Regions from separate parts of the Gossypium arboreum genome. Here region 1 is linked to region 2. A link is a contact called in public Hi-C data. All regions are on one chromosome and are shown on one strand. The core of a region is the stretch at or near the end of the contact, and the rest is flanking DNA. Distances in the headings are between cores, read along the strand shown. Region 1 has its middle 7.9 kb from the start of LOC108464613. Region 2 holds the start of LOC108462948 (NAC transcription factor 56-like).

Region 1 (7,190 bases), core at 273-2,772, 230 kb before region 2:
AGTTATAAATTCTAGTAGATGCAGACATAGCATGTGTCTTGATTCTCAACAGCCTGTTTAAGCTTTAAAATGGATTCCATTTTCATCTCTTAAATAAACATTAAAATTATTATTATTTCAATATATAACATGCTTTAGCATCTAATTAAAATTATTAAAATCTCATACTCAATATTTGGTGTCTTTCAATAATAATGTAGCAATCAGCATGTCAAATAATTTTAGATTTGATACCAAAACTTTTACAATACTTTCTATATCTTATGTTAGTATTTTACCATGGTTGAAAATGGAAAATAACTTGAAGCGTCATTCTTGAAAGCCCCAGATCATTACAACTGTGCTTCCAAATATAGTTGCAAGGATCAGAATCCAAAAGCTGGGAAAATGAATAGTCTTATATTTCAAATCAATAATAGGGACGAATTTCTTTCGATTCAAATCTTTTTATCTTTTAAATATATCATTTGTGAAATCAGAAATTTGTTTTGGGTCGAAATTAAATTATATATTTTTTTATAATAATAAAATATAATTTTGTCATTTTAATATCTTATATCTTTATATTTTTAAAAATTAAATCAAAAATTTATCATTTTTAAAGGGTTAAAGTGTAATTTTACCATTATTAGTTTAAAATTTTATAAATTATAAAAGGCCTAAATAAAAAATTTTCCATATTAGGAGGGACTGAGGCCCTTGCCAGCCCTTGGTATGAATCGTAGCTTTTTAAATTGAAAATCAATATATTTTCAAAGTAGTAGTTTGAGAATAAAGAAAGAATGGTAGATATTAAGTCCGAATCTCTAATTTAGTGAATGCCACATTTTAAGAGTTTGTTACATGAGTAATATAACTTAAACTCTGGGTTTAGAGTTTTATGCAAATTAATCTATGGTAATTAAAAGTATATTAGTTTGGAGTTGTTTTGACATTTTGACATTATTCATATCTATTTTATGATTTATATTTAAGGTTTGTGATTGTCCCAAGCACGAAATAAGAGTTGAAGTCCAGATTTAAGTTTTCTTTGACAAAGTCATCATCCTTTGGTCGTCTTTGAATTATGATCCCATGACCATACATCTTTGTGTTATGTGGATTTGTGTGAAAGCTTTTGACAAATCTAGAACAATCAAATTTGTGTCTTGTAGTAAAATGACAAACAATTGGTGGACAGTTATGGCATGCCTTGAAGATACTAGCTAGGATGCCAGAATTCAATGGTTGGAGAGTGAAAACAGAAAGACGTAAAATTTCATCGACGATGATCTCTCTGACTAAATGGTCTTTCGAATACAGGTTTTTGCTGTCTGCCTAAATCCATGAAGCTTTCTTGGCAGTTGTATAATGGCTGAAACAGATACAACATGGTACCGCAATATCAGGGATGTGTGACTGCGTGATATCAATAAGGTGTAATCAAGTTGAGATGAAATGCTCAACCTTGTTTAAAACATAACCTCACTCAGGGTGCTTCTTTTATCTTTAAAATGGGCCTGTAAGGTATAATTTGATACTAAATGGGCCTTGAATTTGCCTTCCGATTTGCTCCTTTACAATTGCATAGCTCTCCTATTGAATTTGGTGCAATAAGAAAAAAGGGTTAAAATATGTTATCTTTCTACTTTTATTTTGAAAATTTAATTTTTTTTATTTTTAAAATTTTAAAATTTTGGTCAAACTGTTAATATTTTTTTGTTAAATTATGATTAATTACTAAAGAGATTAAAGTACTTTGGAGGTTGGGGCTTTACAGTTAAAAGCGCTTATCGAATGATAAAAAGAAACACATGGATTGAGCAAGATTTCAGGTGGAAGACCGTTTGGAAATATCAAGGACCACACTAAGTCTGATTCTTTTTATGGTTAGTATGTAAGGAACGATTGCTCACTAATCTTGAGCGTACTCAAAAAAAGGTATTAGACAAAGTGAGGTTTGCCCAGTATACCAGCATGACACAGAAGACATTTTGCATGCCCTTAAGGATTGTCCGGTGGCTAAAGAAGTTTGGAGGCATATAGTGTTAGGAGATCCCCAAACCCAATTCTTCTCTGTTAGTCTCTTAGAATAGATCAAGACAATGACCAATGCTTTTTGGTTTGATTGCCTAGTGTATATGAAAAAATAAGAATCTCTTCGCATTTTAAGGATTGTCCTAGAGCTTTTTAAAAACTATTAGAGTGTCAATAAGTTGGACAAAACAATATAGTGCAATTAATAATTTGGGCATTCTTTGGAGGTAATAGTTTAGAATTTTAATGTGTTTTAGGATATTATTGGAATGTTAGGGAGTTTGAGTGTTTGTTATATTTTAGGTTTGTTTTTTTACACACACAAAAATGAGGTTTTGTATTATAGAAATTGAATCAAATTAGTCCATCTATTATTAAATAGATTAATCTAGTCATATGCTATTAAAGAGAATCAAATAAGTCTAAATTGTAAATGAGTTAACATTTATTGTATAAAACTCATCTTGAATTTTATTTTTCAATTGTAGTCCAATTCTTAACAAAAATTTTTATTTGCAAAACTATAAAAATTTTGAAAATATTAATTCTATTAAACAGTAAATACTAACTTAATTCTAATTTGATTTTTTATTTTTTTAATACTATAAAAACTAAGTCGATCTATTGAATCGTAAAGAGACTAATTTGATTGAATCTCTAAAATGAGGAACTCTCAAATAAAGTCTTTTATAGTATATTGATTTTAGGGAATGTAATCTTTTAATCCTTGGTGAGTTTCACATTGTGGTCATTGTTGCTACTCTTTTTGGATAAATAATCACTGTGGAATGCTGCAACTTTGATAACTCGATGAGGATGAGTTGATGGTGTTGGAAGACGGTTGATCAGTGAGTTAACTCAGAGTGAGTCAAAAACAAGTGGGAAGAAAGGGTTATATGGGTAGAAGAGAGGGTTTTTTACCCAAATAATATAAAAAATAAAATAAAATACCAAAATAGATTGTTTCAAAAGCTAAGTACCAAAATGGTACATTTGACTTGGTGGAGGGTGGTGCATAAGCTGCACCACTCTAAATTTCTAACCTAAAATAGTAAAAAAAATAAAAAATAATGATTTAAAAGATTTAGGAATTTGTTATGCAAATTTTTTATTTTTAAATGGCTGCTGAAAAGGAAGGGCAAGGGTGCTGACAGTGTGGCGACACCAATTTTTAAATTTAGATAATTGCCTTTTAAGCCCTCCTTATTTATTATTATTTTTTATTCCTCTTCAACTCACTATATTGTGTTTAAACAAACCATTAACCTATTATACATTTTTTTTTAATTTTTTCTCATCTTATTATTCGAATTTAGAATGATATGTTTTTATGCATTAGGATAGTAAATGCTTGCCTATTCTATCCTCTTTCTTTTCAATTTTCTTCCCTATCAAACATGCCCAAAATTATTTTTTTCCTACTGTTTTACTCTTTCTTTCTCTCCTACTTTTCTGTTCAACTAAGCACACTCAAAATCAACTTTTGATTTTTAGTTTAGTGGAGGTGGCTTCAGGTAATTTTCCTTTGTTGTTCTCTTATTTTGTTTCATCCATAGGAAGATGAGTGAAGGGAAAGATAGTGTAGCAGCATGACTTATAATCTTAAAATTCGTATGTATAGTATAAAGTTATTCAAATCAGTATGTAGAGGAGCAAAGCAGAAAGTAAAAAGTAAAATTAAAGATCTTCGTATGAAACATAAAATCAAAGATTTGGATAACAATTACTAATGGTTCAAACAAATGGACCAAATTTATATACAAATTTGTATACAAAGGCAAAACCAAACCAAAAAAAAAAAAAAGTGTTTCAATCTGACAACATGATATATCAAACAAAGACAAATTAAGTTATGAATCTTTTCTCATTTTTCTTTCCAAATTTCATGAATCCTTGAATGGCTCCGACATCAATGGCCTTATTGGTACCTTCTACCTGAAGCTTTATAACACTATCTAAGTTCGACTTTTCATTTTTGTTGAAATATTTCTGTCCAAAGCATATCTTGAGCATACTATCTTTCAAAGATCCTCCAAACAAATGAGAAAATATTTGAAAATTTTAACATACCTGTATTGGACGTATTTTGTCATCCAACACTCAAATCAAAATCCAAGTGGCATAACTTATAGAACCAAGAACCTGAAGCAGAAGCATTATGGGATGGCAAGCACACATCAAGCTGCTTGCAAGAATTAACTATGGCTATGAAATCAGTTTAAGTAGTAGAGTTTCTAGTTCTTTTTCCAAAGAAAAGGAGCTTTCTAAACCTTTTGGATGCTTTGGGAGAGTTTTCACCATTGTTCCATTTCTTCCTGGAGTGAACTGAAGGTTCCATCTCTATTTCTTCATTTGGTGGTGGTGTTGAGATCTCTATTTCAGCAATCACCCTACCTGACGTATCTTTTCCATTCACCTCGCTGTTTGTTCTGACATTTACAGTTGAAAACTAACCAGTCTTGTCAGGCGATGGTGGTATGGGATCAACTGTAATCATCTCAGGAACATCTTCATCAAAATCTTTTGCTTTTAAATGATCTGATTGCAGTGGCTTATTATCCTCAGTAAGCATATTTGCATTGGCGTTTTTTTGACTCTGATGGTGTGTTTCTTTGAGGAATTTCACATTCTTCAGGTTTCATTATTGAAGTAGTGCTCTGCAACTCTTGAATGTCTTTGAAATCATCAACAATGGCAGTTTGTTGAGTTGCTTCGGATTCGAATGTAATCTCTTCTGAGCCCTTTTCTTGTGGATCTTTGTCACAGGAAAGTACTTTCTTTGTGCCACTTTTCTGATCTGAAGCTTTTACTTTGTTTGTGCTTGATTTAACCTTCTGAGATCCAGTTGTCGATGAACTGTTTTCCTTCGATGCAGACTTTTTCGGTTGGTTTGATTTCAATTCGGTTGATAAGACCTTCGAAGTGTTCCGAGCAGTCGCAAGGTGTTCTATAGTGGAACTTCTTAGAGCTGGCTTTGGTAATTTCTTTGTGTCCTGGTTCAGGGGTTGATTCTTCAAAGAAGTTGTTGAAGTTTTAGTTCCAATGGAGTTTTTCCTGGAAGTAACTGTGTTAAGACCCTTAGCTGCACTTCTCTCAGCAATCCTCCTGGCGCTGAATATGTAATTCCTCGATTCTGTTCCGAATCTCCTCTTTCTATTCGAAAAAAGACAAGACCGAGGACATGAAATCAGAAACATGTTAATGGACACACAATTGGAAGTTTTCATATGTTAAGACCCTGAAAAATGACACAGGAAATGTATTAAAATTTTTAGCCACATTGAGCATTGCAGTTTAGAGCCTAAAGGGTTGATAAATACCTGATCAAATTTGGATTTCTGGACTACAGTTCTGGTTCCGGCCGGCGTTTTCCTGATCTTTGATGCCATGTCTGATTTGCTCTTGACTACTGATCTGTTCAGAACTCTAGATCGAGATTCTTTATTCGAAAGTTTTCCTTCGGAACTTCTATTTTTTCTACCATTAGTATCCTTGTCATCAGCACTGGTTGTTTCAACATCCGAATGTTTCCTATTCACTTTAGCAGATAACATGTTCATTTCATAGTCGATTTCATGAGTCCGAGAAGAGAAGGCATTTACCTCAGATGAATCACGTCCAAGCATCATGTAAAGGTCATCTGGTTCATATGAAATAGAAGCAGCCTTTGGAACACTTTCTGCATTGTCATTTTTGGTAGCTTCAATTTCGGCAACCATGCCTATTCCGATCCGTAACCGAGAATCATGTTGATCTTCTCCTAATGATGGACCTTGAATCATTAAAGAATCATCAATGAGAGCATCTTTCTTGTTTTTCTCAGTGTCGGAACATCCTGCGGCTAATGAAGAAGCATTATCACCGTTGAACATTTTGAGGCCTATGATCTCATTCTGGTTTGCTGATTTATCCAGTTGGTTGTTCATAAACCATTCTCCTTCTTTTCGACTTCTGGTCATTGTAGATTCTGTGGCGAAATCCGATATATCAGTTCGAGAACTGATCCGAGAACCATTGCCTTGTAGCATCACCAATTCCTCATTTGTGTCATCTCTTCTCTTAGCAACTGGTCCCTAGAATTCATTAGTTCTGAAGTTTATGCCTCGAGTTTCACCCTCATAGCCGCTATCCATCTATGTGGCCAGAAAGGGATCACTAAATACTGCAGGCTGATTTCTTACTGTCTCGGAGTTCGGATTAAATACAGATGACCTCCCGATTCCATTCTCGGAACCATTGCCTGCAAAATATTTACCTTGCAACCTTGCAGGCTCGGAAGAATCCAAATCCTTTTCCTGCAACAGAAGGTTTTGGAAAGCATCCCAGGGATTGTTTGCAGTGGCAGCCATAGTTTCATGCTCATCATCATATGAAACAGTGTTTCGATGCTTGTTTCGATCGTGTTGCTTATGATGTCACGAGGGAGATTTATGTTGTTTCTCCAATGATTCAACAGCCTCCTCCACTTGCGGTTTAAGATAATCTCCATCAATGAACTCATCCTCATGTGAAGTCTCTTCAGAGTCACTGTCCTTTCCCCTCTCGGAAGAAATGTAATTAATGTTACAGATAACTACCTTTCTTGAGGCTTTCTTTCCGTGCTTTTTCTTTCGAACCTGCTCTTCTGGTTCACTCTCGGAGCTTGAATCACTAGGCTCAGTCGATTCATCTTGCTTTGAAGTTTCATCTGCCTTACTACGTGAAGATTTTTTCTTGTTCCTAGAAGATGATTTATGACTTCTATGATCCTCTGGTTCCCAACCACGCGCAAGACTTGAATCCTCTACATTCGGAGGCCAATGCATATTCCTCGAATAATATGGAGGCACAGCATGCATCCCAGGGAAAAAGTAACCTTGATATGGAGACATTTGTTGAAATCCAGGACCCTAAAAATTGTGCATGAATTGAGGAGCATGGGGTGGCCATGGCATCTGTACTTGAGCTTTCTCATCTGTGGAAGATGTTAAAGATTTCAGAACATGTACAGTTATATGGGACCTGAGAAATTCGGGGATCCATCCTTACCTGGGTTAATATCTGAACTCCCAGCATCAGATGCATCAGCTGAACCGTTTTGCTTCGTGCTAGACAAACTCATCATAAGATTTTGATTTGGATCATTTTCTTCCCCCGCAAGTACGATCCCGGATGTTCCAAGGTAAGACAAGTCC
Region 2 (6,681 bases), core at 1,841-4,340:
GCTAGTGCAGGGTTTACACGGGCATGGGACACAGGCATGTGTCTAAGTAGTGTAACTCACTGTTTGTGACTTAAAACCACACGGGTAAGCACACAGGTGTGTGCCCAAGAAATGTGAGTCACACGGGCAAGGATACGGCCGTGTAACTCTCTGTTTATGTTTTAGAACCATACGGGCAGAGTACATTGGCGTGTGCCTAGGCCATGTAAGCCATGCGGGCAAGGACATGGGTATGTATCCAGGCCGTGTGACATTGTAAAAGAGGCCTGAAACACATTTTTGAAGCCGTAAATGTTGTTTATGACTGATATTAACTTCCCCATTGTATGAATGATCTGAATTAGACTGAATGAGAACTCTCTGATAATTTGTAATGACATAGGAATATCATAAAAGTATGTGTATTATGGATAATTGTATTCTGCATTTGTATGGGTTGGGATGTTATGAAGAAGGAAGTAATCTACTCTAAATCAGTGGTTAAGCCATCAAGTCTATAGTTTTGATTGTGGCGCATTGTCACATTATGATTCAGCAGCTAAGCTGTGTTACTGTAAACTGACACTGTGTGGTGTGTAGGGTTGGAAGGGCATTGCATGCACTTATCAGTGTGTTAGGATGGGCGAAGATGGTGTGTAACGTATGGGTTTAGGAATATCTGCATCTGAATCTGATCTGCAATGTGTATGAACTGAACTTGTATATATATACATATATATAACTGACCTAATCTGAATCTGAACTGAAATTAATCATGTATCGAACCGAATATCTGAATCTGGAACTACTTTATAAGTGAACATTAATTGAATAAACTTCTTGTACACACTGAGTTCACAATTCATTTTGTTTTGATTGGATTTTAGGTGGTTCCTAATCTTGATCGGGTCGGCGCAGCGGATGCTCAGTCAAGCATTTATCTTTCTTAAGTAGTATATTAAAAATTTCAGTAAACTATAACAGTAGAAATTTGGAAGATTATACACTTAATTAATTTGTGATGAATGTGATGTGAAGCATGGTTTTACTTTATTGTGTTGCTTGTGTGACATTTGATAATCGATGAGGTAACTTACTAAACTTGGGTTGGACATTTAGGTCGAGTTTAAGGGGTTACAACATTCTCATAGGAGAACATTTAAGGATAGTTATATTAGGAATTGTTATTTGTAATCTGCTAACCTGAGAAAGGTTACACTTTATTTTTACCATAAAAAAATAACTTCTTGGTTTGCTTGATGGTTTAAATCACCTTAAACCTACCACCTTGTCAAGTCAATCAGTTTGACTAAGAATGCTTCGCTCTTAAAAGAGCTCACTAGATTCACATGTTCTTCTCATGTAATATGCCATCAGGTTACATCAAAGTCCATTCAAAGATCTTTGATCACATCTAATAATGTCACTCAAGACTCTACCACTAACTCTACAAGGGCAAAACCACACCCCATCGCATCACATCTTAGTAAAAAACTCCAAAGCTTTACCAGTTACACTCCATGGCTCTACACAATAAGACACATGACTAAAGAGACACCATACCAAGCTCTGCCTTTAAATAAACTCTCCTCAATTACAAGAAAACTCTAAACTTATCTTACATACAACTAAAACTCTATCCAAATACCTTCATACCTTTTCAAACCTCCATAGCCTTCATTTTCAGACTTTATATCAACAAATCATAAAATGATATATCAATACAATAAGTTGTAACCTATAAGAAGGTCCTTAACCTTCCCTTTGTTGACACGCGTGTGATTTCCTCTTTTTATATTTTTCTAAACTGATTAATTTTCAGTTTTAGTCTCTATGTTATTTTTAACTTTGAGGTTTAATCTTTATACTTCATTTTTAATCGATCCCTATATTTTTATAATGTTATTAGTTAGTCCAAATAATTAATATCGTTATCTTTTCAATCAAAATGTTACGTGTTTATATATAATTTGAATGCCTTAATGATCTTAGAGATTGATAAGTGGCTTCTCATTTCTTTTGGATTTGCCTTGCTCTTTTTTTCTTTTTTCTTTTTTTTACATTTTAAGACAATAGTCAAATTTCAGTTTTGACCCTTATATTTATGTTGAAACTTGATATTTAATCTATATATTTTAATTTTGACATATTTTGGTCCTTTTACTTTTGTAATGTCATTAATTAGTCTAAATAGTCAATATTGTTAACTATTTCAATCAAAATGTTTATGCCAATTTTTCTTATTAAACCTATTCCAACAACAAAAATTATTTTATCATTACAAGTTCGAATAGGGTTTTTTTTTAATTCATATTAGTATTTTCAACATTACTTTTATTTTACATGATTACCAAGTGAATATATATTTTTTAATCTCAAAATATCACATTAATGAGAGTAATAGAAGAATTTTAAAGAGATAATAACTAAATTTAAATTTTAAATCTAAAAATAGAAAGACTAAATTCTTAAAAATAAAAATAAAAGACTAAATTTCTAATGCCACAAAATTAATAAGAATATAAAATATATTTTAACTTTAAAGAATAAAAATTTACACACATAAATAATCAATCCAACATAGAAAGTAATCACTATTATAGATAGAGAAAGAAATTATCTCTATATTTATATTAGCTTAATTGATAAAACACACATTGAATTGATTAGACATTGTGAATATATATATGTTGGAGCAGACAATTTTTTAAGTTCATAAATCTTCGGTCTTCGCGACAAAACATGATCAAAAGTCGAACAAGTGACAACCAAATTACCAGAAAGACAGGCAAGGCCAGTGGCCACGGCTGATCTGGGTTTTTTTGTCTTTTTATTTTTAGGTGTGGTGCTGGCTAGAGATTAGTCATCTAAAATAGCTTTTTTGGTGGTAGGATTTTGCACAACAAAAGCATGACATCTGAAAGCGTAAAAAGAAAAAAAGAAAAAAAAAAGTTTGTTGCCAATCCTCCACAATTATCTCATCTCTCCATATATTATCCCTTGCATCGCGGGGATCCCTGTCACACTTGGGGAACTAGACGTGTCGGTCAACCATTGGGTGGACCCTCAGTTCACGTCATCATCATCATCATTATAAATATCAAGAATATATATCAATTTCATTTTTCACTTGGTAACCGCTGCATGTCAATTATCAACCAGTTTGTGCATGGATTCAGCTAACCAAAACCTAGTATAAAGGATGAAAGTACCCTTTTAATTTCTCGTGGCGTGTCGTATCGAGATTGGATATGGTGGATTAAACAGTAAACAGATGCCAAGTTTGGTGTATTAAAGCCTTTTTATTACAAGAATAATAATGTCCATGCCAACACTATGCAACCATTTCTTCAGCAGCCTCTCTCTCAAGAAAAATAACCACAAGCTGTATGATGTTCTTCCCTGGTAAACTTTCAGAATCCAAACCAAAAACATTCTCAGTTTCTTCAGTGAATTAATCGTGACAAGTAGCAGCAATGGAAAGCACCGACTCCTCCACCGTCTCGCAGCGGCCGAACCTCCCACCAGGGTTCAGGTTCCACCCCACGGATGAAGAGCTAGTCGTCCACTATCTCAAGAAAAAGGCTACCTCAGCCCCTCTACCGGTTGCAATAATTGCAGAAGTTGATTTGTATAAGTTTGATCCATGGGAATTACCAGGTAAAACATTTTATCAAATATCTTTAGCGATACGACTGAAAATTAACAATTTTGTATATTAAAATAGTACTGGGTGAATTTGTTTGGGGTTTACAGCTAAGGCTACGTTTGGCGAGCGTGAATGGTACTTCTTTAGCCCTAGAGACAGGAAGTATCCGAACGGAGCGAGGCCTAACAGGGCGGCAACTTCGGGTTATTGGAAGGCTACCGGAACCGATAAGCCGGTATTAAACTCGAAAGGGACACAAAAGGTTGGTGTGAAGAAGGCACTGGTTTTCTATGGAGGGAAGCCTCCTAAAGGGATCAAAACAAATTGGATCATGCATGAATATAGGCTTCCTGATAATAAGAATAACAACAAACCCCCTGGATGTGACTTGGGATACAAGAAAAACTCACTAAGGGTAATCTCTTTCTTCTTTTTTTTTCCATCAGTTTTAAATGAAGTTAGTGGTTTTATTCTATTGATCTGAATTTGATTGTTTGGAACCTGATTTTCTTGCTTTATAGCTTGATGATTGGGTGCTATGTAGAATCTACAAGAAAAACAACACAAATAGACCCTTGGGATATGAAAAAGATGAGGCCATGGATGATATGGGTGGGCCAGTACCAACTTCAATGTCAATTGGCAGTCTTCAGTTCCAGACAAAGGGCACAAGTTGTGGAACATTTCTTGAAAATCATGAACATAACCTGTTTGATGGAATGCTGGGGAGTGATGGGATGAATAACAATGGTTCGATGTCTCACTTAGGACGTTGTTCAAGCTCAAAGCCAGACCTGTCTATGGTTAACCCTCTCAAAAGAAGTACCGTCCCATCGCTTTACTGGACCGATGAGGATACAGCCAGTCCTTCAACAAGCAAGACATTTCATGGGGATCATAGCAATGATGGAAGCCTGGAAAAACCAGACACAAATGGCTCAAATTCAATTGCAACCCTGCTTAGCCAGCTTCCTCAAACCCCTCACCTGCAACAACAAACAATGGTAGGGTCAATGGAGGATGGGATTTTTCGACCTTCATATCAACTTCCAGGCCTCAACTGGTACACTCTTAATTGAATTTTCAGGTACTGGGGTATTCTGTAGGTTTACCATTTTTATGCCCTTGAAGAAAATATTCCAAATTTTCAACTAGCTTAGGGAACTTTCATCAGTGTCATGTTTTACCTACTTGTTGGTAGGGAAAGAGATCGATGAGCCAAAGTTTCAACTCTTGAGCCATAGATACAGTTAAATTTTTATTAATATCTAGTGTTATACATATACATATAGTTTGATGTAGAAAAGAAAAAGAATAAAACTGATAGATAATATATATGTATAGATGTATATATACTATATTATATTTAATTTGCTTTAGGAATAACAGTGAAATATTGTATAGAAATCCTTCTTGTTGTAGAATCTTATTATTAATGATGATGCACAGTTTTAGGAATATAATGGTTATGGTTGGTTTACATCAAATATAGTGTACCATTATTGAATTTCCTTGTTCATTAATCAATAATAATCATGCTTTCTATGTGGTTGCTCACTTCCTCTACTTGAACCCTAGCCTAAATGCTTTGATTTTTTTTTTTTTGGACGAAATAATTATAGTTTTAATAATTAATAATAGAATATATATATTTGCTCTTTAAGTGTAAAATTTTACAAAATATAAGCACGAGCAAACATTTGATAATTTTTCTTTCTAGTCCATATTAAAATATTTGTATCTAATATATATATATATATATATATATATTTAAAAAAATGAAAGCAGAATATTCAAATGTGGATGTCATTTTCATTTCATTGTGAAGATATAGGTAAATGCTGGTGACTTTTCTTCGCTTTATCACAAAACGGAATCATTTATCTTAAAACCACACAAATTAAAGTCCCTTTAATTAAATTCCTTTCCATGGAAACCCCAAAATAACTTTATATAATTTCTTATAAAGTAGTGTTTAAATTTGGAAAATAATCTTTTTTTTTATACTTTCGCTAATTTTTTATTAAATAATTTATTTTGTATTTTTAAATATTTATAATGTCAAGTGTCATTGTCCACTTGCTTCACCAATCACCAGTCATGCCATTACTTAATGATAGAAGTGAATGTAATTTTTAACAAAAAGATCAATTTAATCTTTGATTTAATGTATAAAATTTAATTTATCTATTTTTTAATAAAAATAAGTAAAATGTAATTTAATTCTTCAGAGAAAAATCTCCATTATACTTTTATTCACTGATTCGAAAATTTATGTTATGGGGACATAGATAATTTATATTAAACAAAATAATCCAAGTAAACTTGAAATGCAGGTGAAAAAAGGGTCGCCCATTAGCTTGCTCTATTTTAGAATGGGTCATATAAATTTTTAAGGGAGATCCATTGTTTTTAATCTATCTACAAATTGGAATAATCCTTCACCAATTTGAAGATATTTTTACATAAAATCATATTAAATCGTGTAGAATTTTTAGGCCAAATTCAAGATTAATATGTAACACGCTCAACTATTAAATTTTTAATTTAATTATTTAATTATTTGAAATAAAATATTTTAATTACATTACTTTTAATTTTTCTTTGTTACTTTTATTATAGATTTTAAGAGGTATTTTTGAAGGTAAAAGGAAATTTAAAACAATGAAGTTTAAAATATAGAGTAAAAACTATTCAGTTGATTGTATGTAGGTTATTTAATTATTATTTTCTAGTTATTTAAATTTTTGAAATTAAATATTTTAGTCGCAATTTTTTAATTGTCTAAGAGAAGTCTAACATGGATTTTATTGTCAATGTTTACACATTCTATCAATTTGATTTTAAATCTATAAAATTCAACAAATTTAGCCCTCAATGTTTACAAGATTTGTTATTTTAATCCTACTTATAAAATTATTCCAAAAATATTTTGATATTTAATTTTTTTAAAAAAGTAAAGATAAAATTATTTTTAGATTTTTGTAACCAAAATGACTTTCAACGATACATTCCACTTTGTGCTTTCTTTCATTCAATTGACGAAGTTGGAA

What was found. Hi-C and Micro-C count contacts between places; a contact is called where the count stands out from the background.
Region 1: a contact with region 2 is called in a Hi-C map of leaf, with 2.4 times the contacts expected there. The contact joins the enhancer-like site here to the promoter of LOC108462948 in region 2. A contact is called at or near these places in 2 of 5 Hi-C or Micro-C datasets (both in leaf).

Annotation. Positions count from the first base shown.
Region 1 is chr13:112,992,428-112,999,617 of ASM2569848v2, reverse strand. It overlaps the pseudogene LOC108462658. Among protein-coding and RNA genes, the nearest start is that of LOC108464613, 7.9 kb to the left of the region's middle. Within about 2 kb of position 1,522, at least 1 of the 2 cell types and tissues checked has an H3K27ac peak or open chromatin away from gene starts, as enhancers often do. A contact at or near this core is called in leaf, where this site is marked.
Region 2 is chr13:112,760,454-112,767,134 of ASM2569848v2, reverse strand. LOC108462948 (NAC transcription factor 56-like) reads left to right here and starts at 3,090. Exons shown (of 3, transcript XM_017762864.2): 1 at 3,090-3,639; 2 at 3,736-4,043; 3 at 4,150-5,115. The coding sequence starts at 3,456. The coding sequence ends at 4,707.